5 separate regions of the Mus musculus genome follow, and regions 2, 3, 4 and 5 are each linked to region 1. A link is a contact called in public HiChIP or PLAC-seq and promoter capture Hi-C data. All regions are on one chromosome and are shown on one strand. Each heading gives the region's core, a stretch centred on a gene start, on an enhancer-like site or on the middle of the called end of the contact. The rest is flanking DNA. Distances are from core to core; before and after follow the strand shown. Region 1 holds the start of Lrba (LPS-responsive beige-like anchor). Region 2 holds the start of Kirrel (kirre like nephrin family adhesion molecule 1). Region 3 has its middle 20 kb from the start of Gm23376. Region 4 overlaps Dclk2 (doublecortin-like kinase 2). Region 5 overlaps Lrba (LPS-responsive beige-like anchor).

The links. Promoter capture Hi-C pulls out the DNA fragments that hold promoters and counts their contacts. HiChIP or PLAC-seq counts read pairs in DNA pulled down with a chosen protein or histone mark.
Region 2: a promoter capture Hi-C map of hippocampal neurons shows a contact between it and region 1, with 4 times the contacts expected there. The contact joins the promoter of Kirrel here to the promoter of Lrba in region 1. A contact is called at or near these places in 1 of 39 promoter capture datasets (hippocampal neurons) and 1 of 115 datasets of contacts at active chromatin or transcription factors (astrocytes).
Region 3: a contact with region 1 is called in an H3K4me3 HiChIP or PLAC-seq map of embryonic stem cells, with 8 times the contacts expected there. The contact joins the enhancer-like site here to the promoter of Lrba in region 1. A contact is called at or near these places in 9 of 39 promoter capture datasets (the 3T3-L1 cell line, the C10 cell line, cranial neural crest and 5 more), 1 of 484 Hi-C or Micro-C datasets (cortical neurons), 3 of 115 datasets of contacts at active chromatin or transcription factors (embryonic stem cells and pro-B cells) and 1 of 9 other capture datasets (liver).
Region 4: a contact with region 1 is called in a promoter capture Hi-C map of pre-B cells, with 3 times the contacts expected there. The contact joins the enhancer-like site here to the promoter of Lrba in region 1. A contact is called at or near these places in 10 of 39 promoter capture datasets (3T3-L1-derived adipocytes, the C10 cell line, cranial neural crest and 6 more), 1 of 484 Hi-C or Micro-C datasets (embryonic stem cells) and 1 of 115 datasets of contacts at active chromatin or transcription factors (neural tube).
Region 5: a contact with region 1 is called in an H3K4me3 HiChIP or PLAC-seq map of stem cell-derived neural progenitor cells, with 7 times the contacts expected there. The contact joins the enhancer-like site here to the promoter of Lrba in region 1. A contact is called at or near these places in 7 of 39 promoter capture datasets (the C10 cell line, cranial neural crest, embryonic stem cells and 3 more), 2 of 484 Hi-C or Micro-C datasets (the HL-1 cell line and granulocyte-monocyte progenitors), 16 of 115 datasets of contacts at active chromatin or transcription factors (the SCID.adh cell line, bone marrow-derived macrophages, cardiomyocytes and 10 more) and 4 of 9 other capture datasets (adipose tissue, liver, macrophages and 1 more).

Annotation. Positions count from the first base shown.
Region 1 is chr3:86,223,425-86,225,981 of GRCm38.p6, reverse strand. Lrba (LPS-responsive beige-like anchor) reads right to left here and starts at 1,292. Exons shown (of 57, transcript NM_030695.2): 1 at 1,228-1,292; 2 at 478-913. The coding sequence starts at 693.
Region 2 is chr3:87,173,262-87,175,818 of GRCm38.p6, reverse strand. It overlaps Kirrel (kirre like nephrin family adhesion molecule 1), which reads left to right and starts at 1,282. Exons shown (of 16, transcript NM_001170985.2): 1 at 1,282-1,423.
Region 3 is chr3:86,949,540-86,952,096 of GRCm38.p6, reverse strand. No RefSeq gene overlaps it. Among named protein-coding and RNA genes, the nearest start is that of Gm23376, 20 kb to the right of the region's middle. Within about 2 kb of position 1,271, at least 6 of the 459 cell types and tissues checked have an H3K27ac peak or open chromatin away from gene starts, as enhancers often do. A contact at or near this core is called in embryonic stem cells, where this site is marked.
Region 4 is chr3:86,893,408-86,895,964 of GRCm38.p6, reverse strand. The region is part of intron 2 of Dclk2 (doublecortin-like kinase 2); the gene reads left to right. Among named protein-coding and RNA genes, the nearest start is that of Dclk2, 26 kb to the left of the region's middle. Within about 2 kb of position 1,289, at least 35 of the 459 cell types and tissues checked have an H3K27ac peak or open chromatin away from gene starts, as enhancers often do. A contact at or near this core is called in pre-B cells, where this site is marked.
Region 5 is chr3:86,773,144-86,775,700 of GRCm38.p6, reverse strand. Lrba (LPS-responsive beige-like anchor) reads right to left here. Exons shown (of 57, transcript NM_030695.2): 54 at 2,500-2,557. Among named protein-coding and RNA genes, the nearest start is that of Gm52625, 24 kb to the right of the region's middle. Within about 2 kb of position 1,265, at least 101 of the 459 cell types and tissues checked have an H3K27ac peak or open chromatin away from gene starts, as enhancers often do. A contact at or near this core is called in bone marrow-derived macrophages, granulocyte-monocyte progenitors, liver and 2 more, where this site is marked.

The DNA of each region.
Region 1 (2,557 bases), core at 43-2,542:
ATGAACATGAATTCTGTATTTAAAACTAACTATAGCAAAACATAACTTAGGCAAAAACTTACATTAGCTCCCAAGTCCAAAAAAAAAAAAGTCATTTATTCAAAATATTAAAGAGAAAAATCGCAGGCTTAAACATACACTCCAAGAGGAAAAAAAAGTTACATCCAAATTCTCCATTGAACACCTGACTACACACACACATGCACACACATACACACACAAATATACTTCCACATCAACACTTGCTTAATTAGCACAAAGGTGATCTGTTCATGTTCATTGAAAACCTGAAGCATCAAATTTTGCATAATTCTCTTTAAACTGAAATACAAGTAATTGCTCCATTTAGGTCAAGTAGAATTTTGTGTCTATCCGTGGAAAAAGCCATTAGATTGAGTGAAGCACATGACCCCAACTTCGTCTTGCTCCCCAACTCACCGAGAAAAGTATATGCTTATAAAATATTGATCTACTTACCAGGTTAAAGACAGTTTCTACAATATCCCTATTGGACACTTCTCCAACTTCAACCAACCCCGTCAGCACGGCGAATTTCATTCTGATGCCCCTGATGGGGAGCCCCGGCTTCAGAGACAGCGCACCCCCTTCCGTAGGGGTTTCTTCTTTCCCTCCACCTCCCCCGTCATCACCTGTTGGTGGCCGGGAAGGGGCACGATTGTCTTCACTAGCCATGACTAGTTCACGAGAAAGGACAAGTCAGAGTCACCCTGGGCCAGCAGTCGCTGCACGGAGAAGAGGCACCAACACACACGCAAACGCTAAACCAAAAAGGGTCTCTGTTCCAACTTGCGGAGAAACCCAAAAAAGCAGGAAAGTCCTTGGTCGTCGCCCTCCTCCTCTTGGAGACTATTTGTCCAATCTCTCTCCCGGAGGCTGACAACAACGCCAAAGCCTATTGGAAGATTAAACATCTGTTAAATAGGGTAGGTCTGTCGTGGGATTTTTTAGGGAGGAGAGGGAAATAGTTACTGTCTGTCAAATAAGTTACTAAGGGCACCCCAAGGGCCAGCCGGCCGGCCGCTCCTCCCGGGCTCCATCGCCCGCTCCGCCGAAGGCGGGTCCTCCAGGCCGGCGAGCAGGCTCACTCCTCCCCCCCCCCCCCCAGCCCGCGCAGGTGGTGGGCGCGGGCAGGTGCACCGCGGGGGACTGTCGCCGGCAGAGGACGGGGGGCCCCTGCGACCACTGAGGTCCAAAGTTCCTCCTCACCCGGAGACTCCGGCCTCGTCCTCACCCCCGCCGGGGCGCAGCGAGACGGAGGTGGCGGCGGAGATCCAGGGCAGGAAAAGGCGGGGGAAGGGGGCGGTGATTCTCCTCAGCGCTCGGCCCAGGGGGAGGAGTGGAGCACCTCGCCCGGGCACCTGAGCTCGGCTGAGGAGAGGAAGGGAGGTGTGTGCTGGGGCGGGAAGGCAGGCCCGACGCGCCTGCGGGGACGGGGACAGGGACCGGGACGGGACCGGGGAGAGAAAGGTCAAGGCACCTGGTCGCAGCCTTCAAGTTTCCCTAGTCCGCTCCCCGGGAGCCCGGCGGCTGCCTAGAACTCCGTGCTTCCCTAGGCCGCCCCACCCCTGCGCTCAGCCCTTGCAAACGCAGCTACTGCAGGCGGGGGCGACGCCGCGGCTCGTGCCGCCGCGGTGGCCGAGGATGCTACTGCCACAGAACGCCGGGCTACGGCGCGCGGGACTACCCCTATGCCTACTGAAGCTGCTCCTCGCCGCCATGACAGCGCCGAGGGCCGCCGGGCGCGGCGTGCGCGTGCGCGAGCGCGAGCGCGCGGGGTGGTGGGGCGGGCGAGCGAGCGAGCGGGCGGGCGCCCTAGCGGAGGCGGCTTAGTAGGGGACGTGCGGGCGGGCCCGGAGAATCGCGGGTGAGTGGCGGAGCAGAGCACGCGCGCTCGCTGGAGGTGCCACGCGGGCGGGAGCGCGCCTCGAGAGCGCGCTGCTCAGGTAGAGCCGCGAGCGGCGCGCTTTTCCCTCGCACTCTTCGCCCAGACTGTGCTTTGGCGACGAACGGGAGGCGGGTGCTGTGCAACAGCAGGTCTCTGAGCGCCGAGGGTACCCGCCCCACGTTGTCAAGGTGTCCTCGTGTTGGACTTGGAGAAGGACACCTGAGGGACTTAGGAGTCGTTGAGGTGGCGGCGCTGGAGCCTCTGGGGAGCAGTCTCCACCCCTGACTGAGCTCAGCTGCTGCCTGCCCGCCCGCGGCGCTAACTGGGAAAGATTTCCACTGGGATGCCCTGGCAGCTGCCGCTGCTCGGAGGGGAGGGACAGCGACTGGGAGGATTCCTTGCCTGGCAGCTGCCGCCCCAGCAAAGCTCTCCCACATTCTAAGGAGTAGAGGATTCATTCCTCAGACAGCTGCTCGGAGCTGTGGAGGCGGGATTCACCGGGGGGGTTGGGGGGGGGCTGGAAATGGGAAAGGGGGTTCCTCTCAATTTCCCAGTGTGGAAGTTAAGTTTGCCTCATTATAGATGCTTTTAAATATATATAAATGAGGATTTGAAGCCAGTACAAATTGTCATAGTCTAATGTTGTCATTC
Region 2 (2,557 bases), core at 33-2,532, 950 kb before region 1:
CGTCTGGACCACTCACTCAATCTAACTGTCAAGATTTTTTGAGGAAACTGTGCCCATCTCATATCAGCAGAGGGCACTAGAGCTGTGTGCCTTAGTTCCAAGCCTGAAGATAAAGCTATCTTGGCCAGGAGCTTTTAGGGACTCAGGAGATCTAGAATATGAGAAGGAAGAGGTGGAGGCCTCTCCAGATGGGCGTAATTGCAAAGTTGTGCAATTCCTGTGTTTCTATTATTTCTCCCACACTCAGCAGCCCAGTGAGCAGAAGGATGTATTTAGGGATTGGGAGAGGAGGTGGCTACTACACTGGGTTCTGGACTGGAGAACCCACCCGAATGCACTTCTATTTCGATTCTCCATGTCTTCACCCCAGTGCACCTCAAGTTCCTGAGTGCTTAGAGATCGATCAGTGGCTGCCTTCTGTAGCAAGCCTTCGGGGAGGCACAAGAGAAAGCCACCGAGTTCTTTGGTTTTCCCTCCGGATAGATAAATGTCTGGGGTGAACAAAGGAAGAGTTAACTGCGCCTCTTCATGGCTGCTACGGACTCCAGCGCTGAGGCGGGCCTCAATGTGGCTGGCTGAAGCCCTCAGAAGGGGCTCAAAGACAGTCAAGATTTCTCCAGCCTGAGATTTGTAGGCAAGAAGAGCTTCTCCCTCTCCAACACTCTCGAGTTAATTGAGAATTCTTAATTTAGGCATCTAGGGTTAGATTCTGGGGTTTGGGATTAAAACGAAGAAGAGATCTTAAAGCTTTTACACCCCCATCCCCCAGACGCATAAGAAGCACACCCCTCCTAACACAGTCATCCAAATTGATGAAGGTTCGTCCTCAGTCCTGGCTGCCACCCCATGCCCGGCTCAGTTACACCACTGGGGGTAAAAGTAGGTCTCGCACCAAGCACTGGTGGGCCAGGACCCAGCGGTCCTTGCTCCAGAGCCTGCGACGCCTCGTTCTCCCCACCCCTCCCCACCCCTTGCCTCTGCCCTCAATTCCTTTCTCTTTGCTCTCCTCCCATCTCGGTTCCAGCGAGCGGAGCGAGTGTGTGCGCGCGCGTTGGGGGACCAGGGGAGGGCAGTGGAGGGAGGCGCCGTCGGAGGGAGAGCAGACGTCAGGAAGAGAGGGAGGGAGCCGGGGAGGGAAGAGAGGGAGAGGGAGAGAGAGCGCGCGGCGCGGAGGTTGAGAGAGGCCCCGAGAGATAAAGCCGGAGGGCAGAAATTATTAGGGGGCGCGGGACGAGAGGAGGGGCCAGGGGAGCGAGCCGGCGGCTAGAGAGGCAAGCGAGTGTGCGCCTTGTGTGCAAGGGCGGGAGGGAGGAGAGAGAGCCAGCGGCGGCCCCGCTCGCGCCGACTGGGGCCCAGCGGCGGGCGGACAGCATGCTGAGCCTCCTCATCTGGATCCTCACTCTCTACAACACTTTCTCACAAGGTAAGCCCCAGCCGCGGGCTAGGGAGTCCAGGGAACGGGCGTGGAGTTTCCGGGAGAACACCGAGGAGTTCTTGGTGAAGCGGCCCAACTTGCTTCCTCTGGCTGCGCGGGAGAACAGAGAACTTAGGTCGCAAAAGCCGAGATCCGAGTAGAAAAGGGATCGGAGTGCTCAAAGTCTTTCCTCCAGTTCCTGGCGGTCCTTCCTCCATCCCTCCACTTCCTGGGCCCAGGGCCGGACTACTGGGTCCTGGGCAAGAGAAAGGCTGGGAGGAGATGGGATTTGATTTCAGATTTGGGGGGCGGAGTGCGTGGAAAACACAGACGCAGGCTTCCTAAGATGAGGCTGAGGGATCCTGCTACCCCAATCCAGCCTACAGTCACCTTCATCTGATGTGCGGCTGCATACTGCTTGGGGCTGCCCCTCAAAGGAAGGCTATATTCGGTCCCCCGCCCTGGAGGTTGTGGGTGGGAGATAGAAGTCTAGATACCAGGGTTGTCTGGGTTCAGGGGAAGGGGAGTTGACTGAGCCAGGCACTCACTTCGGGTCAGAAAAGTGCAGGTTTCTGAGGCTCCTTTGGAACTAGCTGGGCAGAGCTGGTAGGAAGAGTGGGAGAGAGATGAGTGCATTCAGGTACACTGGGCTGGATGCACGTGAAGGAACCAAGGGTCCAAACCCCAGCCAGGCCTGGGGTCTGCAGGAAAAGGCTTTTGCCTCCTGAGACTGACTCCAAGGAAGATTTAACACTGTCGAGCCCCTCGCCTGAACTGGAGCACAGAAATCAGACACACAGATAGCTTCCAACAGAGACATGGAGACAGACTACTCACCTAAGGAGACCCCCCCACCACCCACACACACACACACATGGAGACAGACACATACACAAAGACACTGATTGACACCTCTGAAGAAGGAAGATTCCTCTTCTAAGCTGACACACACTTGCCTAGTTATACCCTGGCATCAAACTTAAACTGTACATACATGTTTCCTACATTCAAAGGACATAGCACTCACTCACACAGAATTGCTTCCACACACCCCAGCCATGGAGCAAACAAAGAAACTTGGGGCAGACATTCTTATAGGCAGGCGCCTACAGAGATGTTACAGTCTTCAAAATGGAGGAGGTG
Region 3 (2,557 bases), core at 22-2,521, 730 kb before region 1:
CCCCATTTCCAACAAGCCACCAATCATGACCATGAGTTACTTCATCCGCCATATCTTTCCTTAGAATTTTTTTCATAAAATAAAAAATAAGATTAAAAGGAGAAGAAATAAATAAAAAGCCCTGACCTGACATTATGAGACACGGTACCTCCAAAGACACCAATGAGCTTGTTTTCTGTTGGCCATCTACTGACGGGCAGGCAGCCTACCCTTAGGATAGCTTGCTTTCCCAGTGAGATTGTCTTGGAGAAAAATTTCATTTTCAAGTATTTATCAATTGGAGATAGCTTCTTGGTTAGGGATGGGGTATGTGTCCACTTCTCCTTTCATCTGTAGGACTCCATCTGGTGCAGACCAGTGCAGGCCCTCATACTGCCTCAGTCTCTATGAGTTCCTGTGTGCACTGACCCTAATGATTTGCAGGCCTTGTTTCCTTGGTGTTTGCCGTCCCTAGGGGCTTTTTACATTCTTTCTACTTCTGATTTTGAGAAGTTCCGTGAGCCCCGAGGGAAGGGATTTGATGGAGATATCCTCTTTAGGTCTGAGTGTTCCAAGTCCTCTTATTCTTTATATAACATCTGGCTGTGGGTCTCTGTATTTGATGGTCAGCCACGCAGTGTTGAGTATGGGTTCCATCTTGTGGAGTGGGCCTTAAGTCAAATCAGATATTGGTTATTCCTAAAAGCTTTGTGCTACCATTGCAATAGCATATCTTGCAGACAAGACACCATTTTAAATTAGAGGGTTTGTGGTTGAGTGGGTGTTTACCTTTCTCCTTTGGTAGTGTGCAAAATCTCTTCCTACACCAAAGAGCTAGTACATAGGGGTGAAGACTCTATGTAGGTGCCAGTTTGACATCCCCATGTTCTATGCAGGTGTTGCCTTCAGCAATGGGGCCGTCTTTGTGGAGAACAACCCATGAATCTTGGCAGCAGCCTGGGTTGTTTGGGGAGTCCGTGGGACCCCTTTGACCAACAACTCAATTAGATATAACCAAATCCTGTTAACGGAAGTTTCATTTAGTGACAAGTTGGAGTTCTGTCTCCCTTGTTATTTAACAACATCATTTACATAGCCTTCATATATGCACATTTTTACAAACTTCTACAGTATCAGGTTTTCATTCAACCCCTCAACTGGCCCTTAATTTTAGCTGTCTCTCCATTTCCCCTCTCCTGTTCCTGTTAGGCCTCAAAGAAACCCCAGATAAAACGTCAGAGGAACCTATTTAACATGTCAAAGCTAACAGTGGGGGGCCAGGTTCTTCTGAGCGTCACTGCCCTTCCCACAAATGCCCTGCCCTAGATAAGCCTGCCATTTTGGCTATGCCTGTCTCTGACTCTTGTTGCTCTTGGCTGCTGTTGTTGCTTCTCTCTCTCCTGACCTCTTGGTTTCTGCTCTCTCCCCTCCTCACATGGCCCAATTCAGTCTACAGGTCAGTCTACAGGTCATATTCAGTCTGACCACCCCGGATGCCTCTGCCTGTGCTCTTCCTTATATTTTAATAAAAATCTCAACCCCTTAGGAGCAGTCATGTCTTCCTTTTATCTCTTCTTTTCATTCAGTCCTCCTCTTTCCTCCCCTTCCCTACTAGATCCCCCCCCATTCCACCCCCACCTCATCAATCCATAACTATCTATTTCCCTTTCCCAGGGAGATTGAAGTACCCGACACCAAGTCCCTCACCCCATACCTAGGCTCCATGGTTTTATGTATTGTAACTTGGTTATCATTGACTTAACAGATAATATCCACATATCAGTAAATTCATGCCTTATCTGTATTGTTGGGTCTAGGTTACCTCACTTGGGATGACTTTTTTGTAGTTCCAGCCACTTACCTATAAATTCCATGATTTCATTTTTTTTTAAAACAGAGTAATATCCCATTATATAAATATAGCACATTTTCTTTATATGTTCTCTTGTTGAAGGACTTCTAGGTTGTTTCCAGTTTCTAGCTATGATATGATGAATAGAGCAGTAATAAACATGGTTGACCAAGAGGCTCTATGGTAGGATGAACTGTCCCTGGATATATGCCCAAGAGGGATATAACTGAATCTTGAGGTAAAACCAATTCCAGTCTTCCTGGAACCACCGCACTGAGTTCTGTGGTGGCATTCCCACCAACACTGGGTGAGCACTCCTTCTTCCTCCACAGCCTCACCAGCATGGGTTGCCATGTGGTTCATTGATCTTAGCCATTCTGACAGCAATTCTAACATGAATTTTCAAAGTGGTTTTCATTTGCATTTTCCTGCTGAAAAAGGAGGTTGTTGAAGATTTCATTGTTTCTTAGCATTTGTGTTTACTCTTTTGAGAATTCTCTGTTAAGATCTGTAGCCCATTTTTAATTGGGTTATTTGTTTTCCTGATTATAACTTTCATTTCTTTGTAAACTCTTTTTTTTTCTTTCTTTTTTTTTTTTTGAAGTCTTTTTCCATGTTGTAATATTACATGTAGGGTGCAGTGGTACATGCATATGAGCATATGTGTCCATGTTCGTGGCAGCGATCACTCCAACCCCCGAACATTTAATGCATTCTTTCTCTATG
Region 4 (2,557 bases), core at 40-2,539, 670 kb before region 1:
TAACTACTTGACTTTTTTGTGTGGCTTCTGGGCACCCAGGTTCTAAGCTTCCTTCCTGTGTGGCAAGGGTTTTACCTGCTGGGTTATCTTTCCAGCCCCCAAAGAGCTTTGTGACTTGGACTTGAGGTGACCATCTTTGATATAGCAGTGTAGCTCCAGACTTCTTTGCTTTCAAAGCTAGTTTCTGATATTCAAAGGATGATGTCTTTTACCACGTTATAAGCATTCCTAATTCTTTTCCAGACTCTGCCTTATAGCACAGTTTATTTACTTTGTCCTGAATAACTTACCAACATTTCCAAAATTTATGGTAACTCTCAGAAAATGAAGCTTGACCCTGTGGCAGTTTGAATATAAATGACCCCCATATATTCATACATTTGAATACTTGGTCCCCATTTGGTGGAACTATTTGGGAAGGTAGGAGGTGTGGCTTTGGGAGGAGGTGTGTTCTAGGGGTGGGCTTTGGGGTTCTGAAACCCACATTCCCAGCTAGGCCTCTCTCTGCCTCGTGTTATCTCAACATCTAAGCTCTCAACTACTGCTCCAGTGCCACGCTCTGTGTCTGCTGCCGTGACCCCCACCAAGACGGTCGTGGATTCTAACCCTCTGGTGCTGTGAGTCCTCAAGTTAAATGCTTGTTATTAGTTGCCTTGGTCATGATGTCTTCTCAGCACTAGAACAGTAACTAAGACAGACCCCATGAAGGGTGTTCAGTGACTGTCGTGTAGAATATAAAAATTCTGAGGATGTACTTACTATTATGAATCTCATAAAGGGAGAGCAGACTTCAACATTGGGATCTACCCTACATTTATAACTATCTAAACTTTGTTATATATGTAGACAAATGCAATAAATAATAAATGCCAAAACAGTATGTTCTGGTCCTAGGATTGTGGATGACTTTCTGGTAAGTTTTCTTATTATGTTTATGTAATAAATTACATTCAGTATCACCAGAATCCTGGGTAGTCTCCTCACCAGAACTGAATTATGAGAGTGGACTCACAAAGAGCCAACTCACCTTCAAACTTTATTTGAAACTGGCCAGTTGTCTTTCTAAGAAGGGATTTTTATTAAGTTTGTGACATGTTTTTGGGCTAAGGTAGAATTAATTTGTTCAGTCATTGAGGTTTTGTTTTTTATTGTTAGGCATTGTCTTAGTTGCTTGAGGAACAGGTGCAAGAGAAGTTCTCTGCTTTTGAGGCACTGTCATTGTAGCAGAACAGATAGCCGTAAAAGCCAATTACGTGTAGGACAAGCAAGTCTATATTTGGCCACAGTGATGCAAGCTGGGCAGAAGAGGAAGTTCTTCATGGAGTTACCACAAGTTCTTCACAGAGGCAGTAGAGTGCTCCTTACAGTCATTCCACACAGTGGAGTTGTAGCATTTAAAGTAGGTTTAGTTTGCAGGGAGTAGTTCAGGTTATGGAATATGTGTATTTGATCTTTCTTCATTTTAGGCCTCTACATTTTTTATGTCTTAACTTTTAACTTTGAAATTAGTCTTAAAATTGTATAATGATTCCATATACTTTTTTAAAAAATAAATTTTAAATTATTTGTATACATGAGGGTTTTGTCTGCCTATATATGTCTGTGCACTGTGCCTGGTGCCTGGTGCCTGGTGCCTGGTGCCTGGTGCCTGGTGCCTGGTGCCTGGTGCCTGGTGCCAAGAAAGCAAGAAGAGGGCGTTGCATTTCCTGGAACTGGAGTTAGATAGGTGTGAGCTACCTTGTGGATGCTGAGAATTGAGCCCTGGTCCTCTGAAAGAGCAGCCAGTGCTCTTCACTGCTGAGCCATCTCTCCAGGCTTTCTGTATCATCTCCATCCTGCTTCCTCTAACGTTATCGCTTCTTGAACACAGGCAGTTGTCTAAGTGTGGTTGACAGACACACCATTAGTTCATGTGTAGACCTTACACAGGCAAGTGTGCCTCCTCAGTGTCTTGCCCATCTCACACTTGATCCAGAAGCACATATGCATTTGCTCATGGTCACCCTTTCCACCTCTGACAGTGACACATCCTTGGCTTTTTGTGGTCTTGTTGCTTGGGAGAGCTCTGGCTAGTTATCTTGCATAGTTCCTCTTGATTTAGAACTTTGTGGTATTTTCTCACAGTGATATCTTGGTTGTGTTTTTGGTAAGAATACTACAGAAGTCATGCTGCGTCCTCTGAGTGCCTTTAGTCAGACACACTGGATAAATCTCATTACTGGTTGGCCGCTTGATTGCAGGTTGCTTTTCACTATAAATTTTGACATTTTAAGCATAAATTAATAAGTTGTAGGGATATTTCTTAAGAATGTGCACATATAGGCTGGAGAGAGGGCTCAGCGGTTAAGAGCACTGGCTGCTCTTCCAGAGGTCCTGAGTTCAATTCCTACCAACCACATGGTGGCTCACAACCATCTGTAATGGGTTATGATGCCCTCTTCTGGTGTCTCTGAAGACATGACGGTGCACTCATATACTTAAATAAAATCTTTAAATAAATAAATAAAAGAAGAAGAATGTGCACATATTTTTGTTTTTCACATTTTGATCTATTAAT
Region 5 (2,557 bases), core at 16-2,515, 550 kb before region 1:
CAGCTTCACGGGAGGCTGGGGTATAAATGCTGCCACCGCCAGGCACAGGGGTACCCTTCCTGGAGGGCTGGGCAGAGCAGACTGCATCAATGTAGATGCAGCCAGCCAGGGCAGCTTCTCTCTCACTGCGTACAGCTCTGTGGCTGAAAGACTGGATTCCTTCTACCACTATTAAACTGAGTGAGATATTCCCTGATATCCCTAAAGCAGGCAGTGGCTTCTGCCACTCTCAAGTCCCCAGTGATACCCCAGGCTGAGACCCCGAGGACAGTAACTGCTGAACACCCCCCCCCCAGCACACACACACACACACACACACACACACACACACACACACACACACCAGAGCTTTTCTGTTTGAGAGACGGGGAGAGCGTGGGTCCTTGCCCTGCCTTGTTCCTGGTCTCACATATGCTTGCTCCCTACATGGCTACTAGAGCACGCCTTCTCTGTTTCAGTGTTTCCCAAGACAGGCACACGTTTGTTTTTGCATAGTTTCAGGATACATCAGCTTCAGTTCCAACTCCCTAAATAACACTAGCATCACAACAACACAGTTCAGATTTCAGTTATCAGAGCAGTTGTATAAACACACTTCATGGCTAGCTCTTCAGACCATGAACGCGTATATTAATAGCAGCTGAGCAACTGGAAGACCCCACATCACCGCGTTGAAGGCATATAAGTAACCAGCATCTGTTGTTTAGGTCACACAGACAGCAAACAGCAGCTTTGTTGCCTCTCCTTTCACAGTAACAGCCATGCGGCATTTTATAAAAGGAGGTAACCAGAGAAGGGTATTGGCCAACAATGATGAGCTTCAATAAAGAAGTGAATATAAATGGAGTATTTTGTAGAGAGAGCAGAGTCAGCTCCGGATGCTGCCAAGACACTAGATACGCAGCCAGGAAACGGACAAAGGAAACTTGCTGGCATAACTCAGGACAGTGGTTGTAACAGAGCTGATGATGTCCAGAGGAAGTGAAACTAAGGAAAGCCCCACATTAGGGGACCCTTGAGGGTGTGTCATAACACTTAAACAAAAGAAAAGTGAACCGCTCAAACAGAAGAGGACTGGCAATTTCCCCAGGCACAGAAGAGATGCTTAGGTTTTCAGAACAAGACTGGTGCCCATGTTCACCTGTCCCTGAGAACTGTTTCTCAAAGACATGAAACTGCACGGCTGGGTTTGTTTTTAGCTTTATTTTTGAGATAAGGTGTCTAGCCTTGCTATGTAGCCTTGGCTGTCCAGATACTCATTGTAGGTCATGTTGGCTTTGAATTCAGAGATTCCCCCTTGCCTCTACCTCCTGGGTGCTGGGACTAAAGGTATGTGCTTTGCCTGGCTGTTTCTAATGTTTTGACAAAAACTTTTAGACCATGGAAAATGATAAAAAAATAAAATAAAAAAAATTTCCCACCGAGACAGTGTCTCAGATAATTCTGTGTGATTTCTGTTTACATGTCATTTTACTGTGCAAAGCAGGGATGGTCTATAATAGTAATTAATTTTAAGGTTTGATATGGGTTAGATACAGTCCAAGGGATCATACTACTTTTTCACTGCTTTGACCAACTACGTTTTTCAAAGCAAAACTTTAAATATTCATTCTGGCCCGATAGCTGTACTACTCTAGTTCAAGCTGCAGAGACAGTGACTCAGATGCTCTGTGCTTCTGAGCTTAAAACACACCAGGTGATAGGAGTCCTCTGCTCAGTCCCCATCACAGAGAGGAGACGGGCAGACTGGTAGGTGGAGGAAGAGGCACTGAACTGCAAACAGCTTCTTTGCTGCTGGATCCTGGTCTGTTTCACCTGCTCTTGGAAGGAGCACTCAGTACCTCTAACCTCAGGCAAGTGCTAGCAGCAGATGATCCAGCAAACTAGCTCAAGTCCTCTACACTCCAGTGTCTGTCATGTCACTCTAGGCCTGCTTAGTTCTGAAATCCGGAAGTGAAGCAGAGTCAGGGGCTGTCAAGATGGCTTAGCAGGTAAAGGGACTTGTTGCTGAACCTGATGGCTTGATTTTAATCCCTGGTCCCCACACATTGTGAAGGAAGGGAACCAATCATCACAAGTCACCTGTCCTCTACACACATGATATGGCACGAATGTGGGCACACATATACTAAAGTCAGGGCCAGGATTCCCATTCAACCTTCTGGAGGTCAGAGAAATAAACAAACATATAAAGATGTTCCTTGTTCCTGCTTCATGGAGATTAGGTCACCAACTGCTGCTGTTTATAGAGTAGCTAGAATCCTTAGATTTAGACCAGGGAGCTAAAACTAAAACCAGGCTTTTGGTCCTTATGAGAATATTCTATCTCCAAGTGTAGCTATTGCTCTTACAGAATGTGAGTTTTAAGTAGCATATATTTAAGTAGCCCTGTGTGGCTACCATAATAGACTGGAGTTTTAGAGAACAGGATCCAACCTCATTTCTGTTCACATTAATATGACAAAAGAAGCCAACACTTTGAAGAAACCACAACTTTACCTTGGGAACCACTTAACACCAGGCCCAGCTCAGCGCAGACAGCAGCACAGGTGATCTC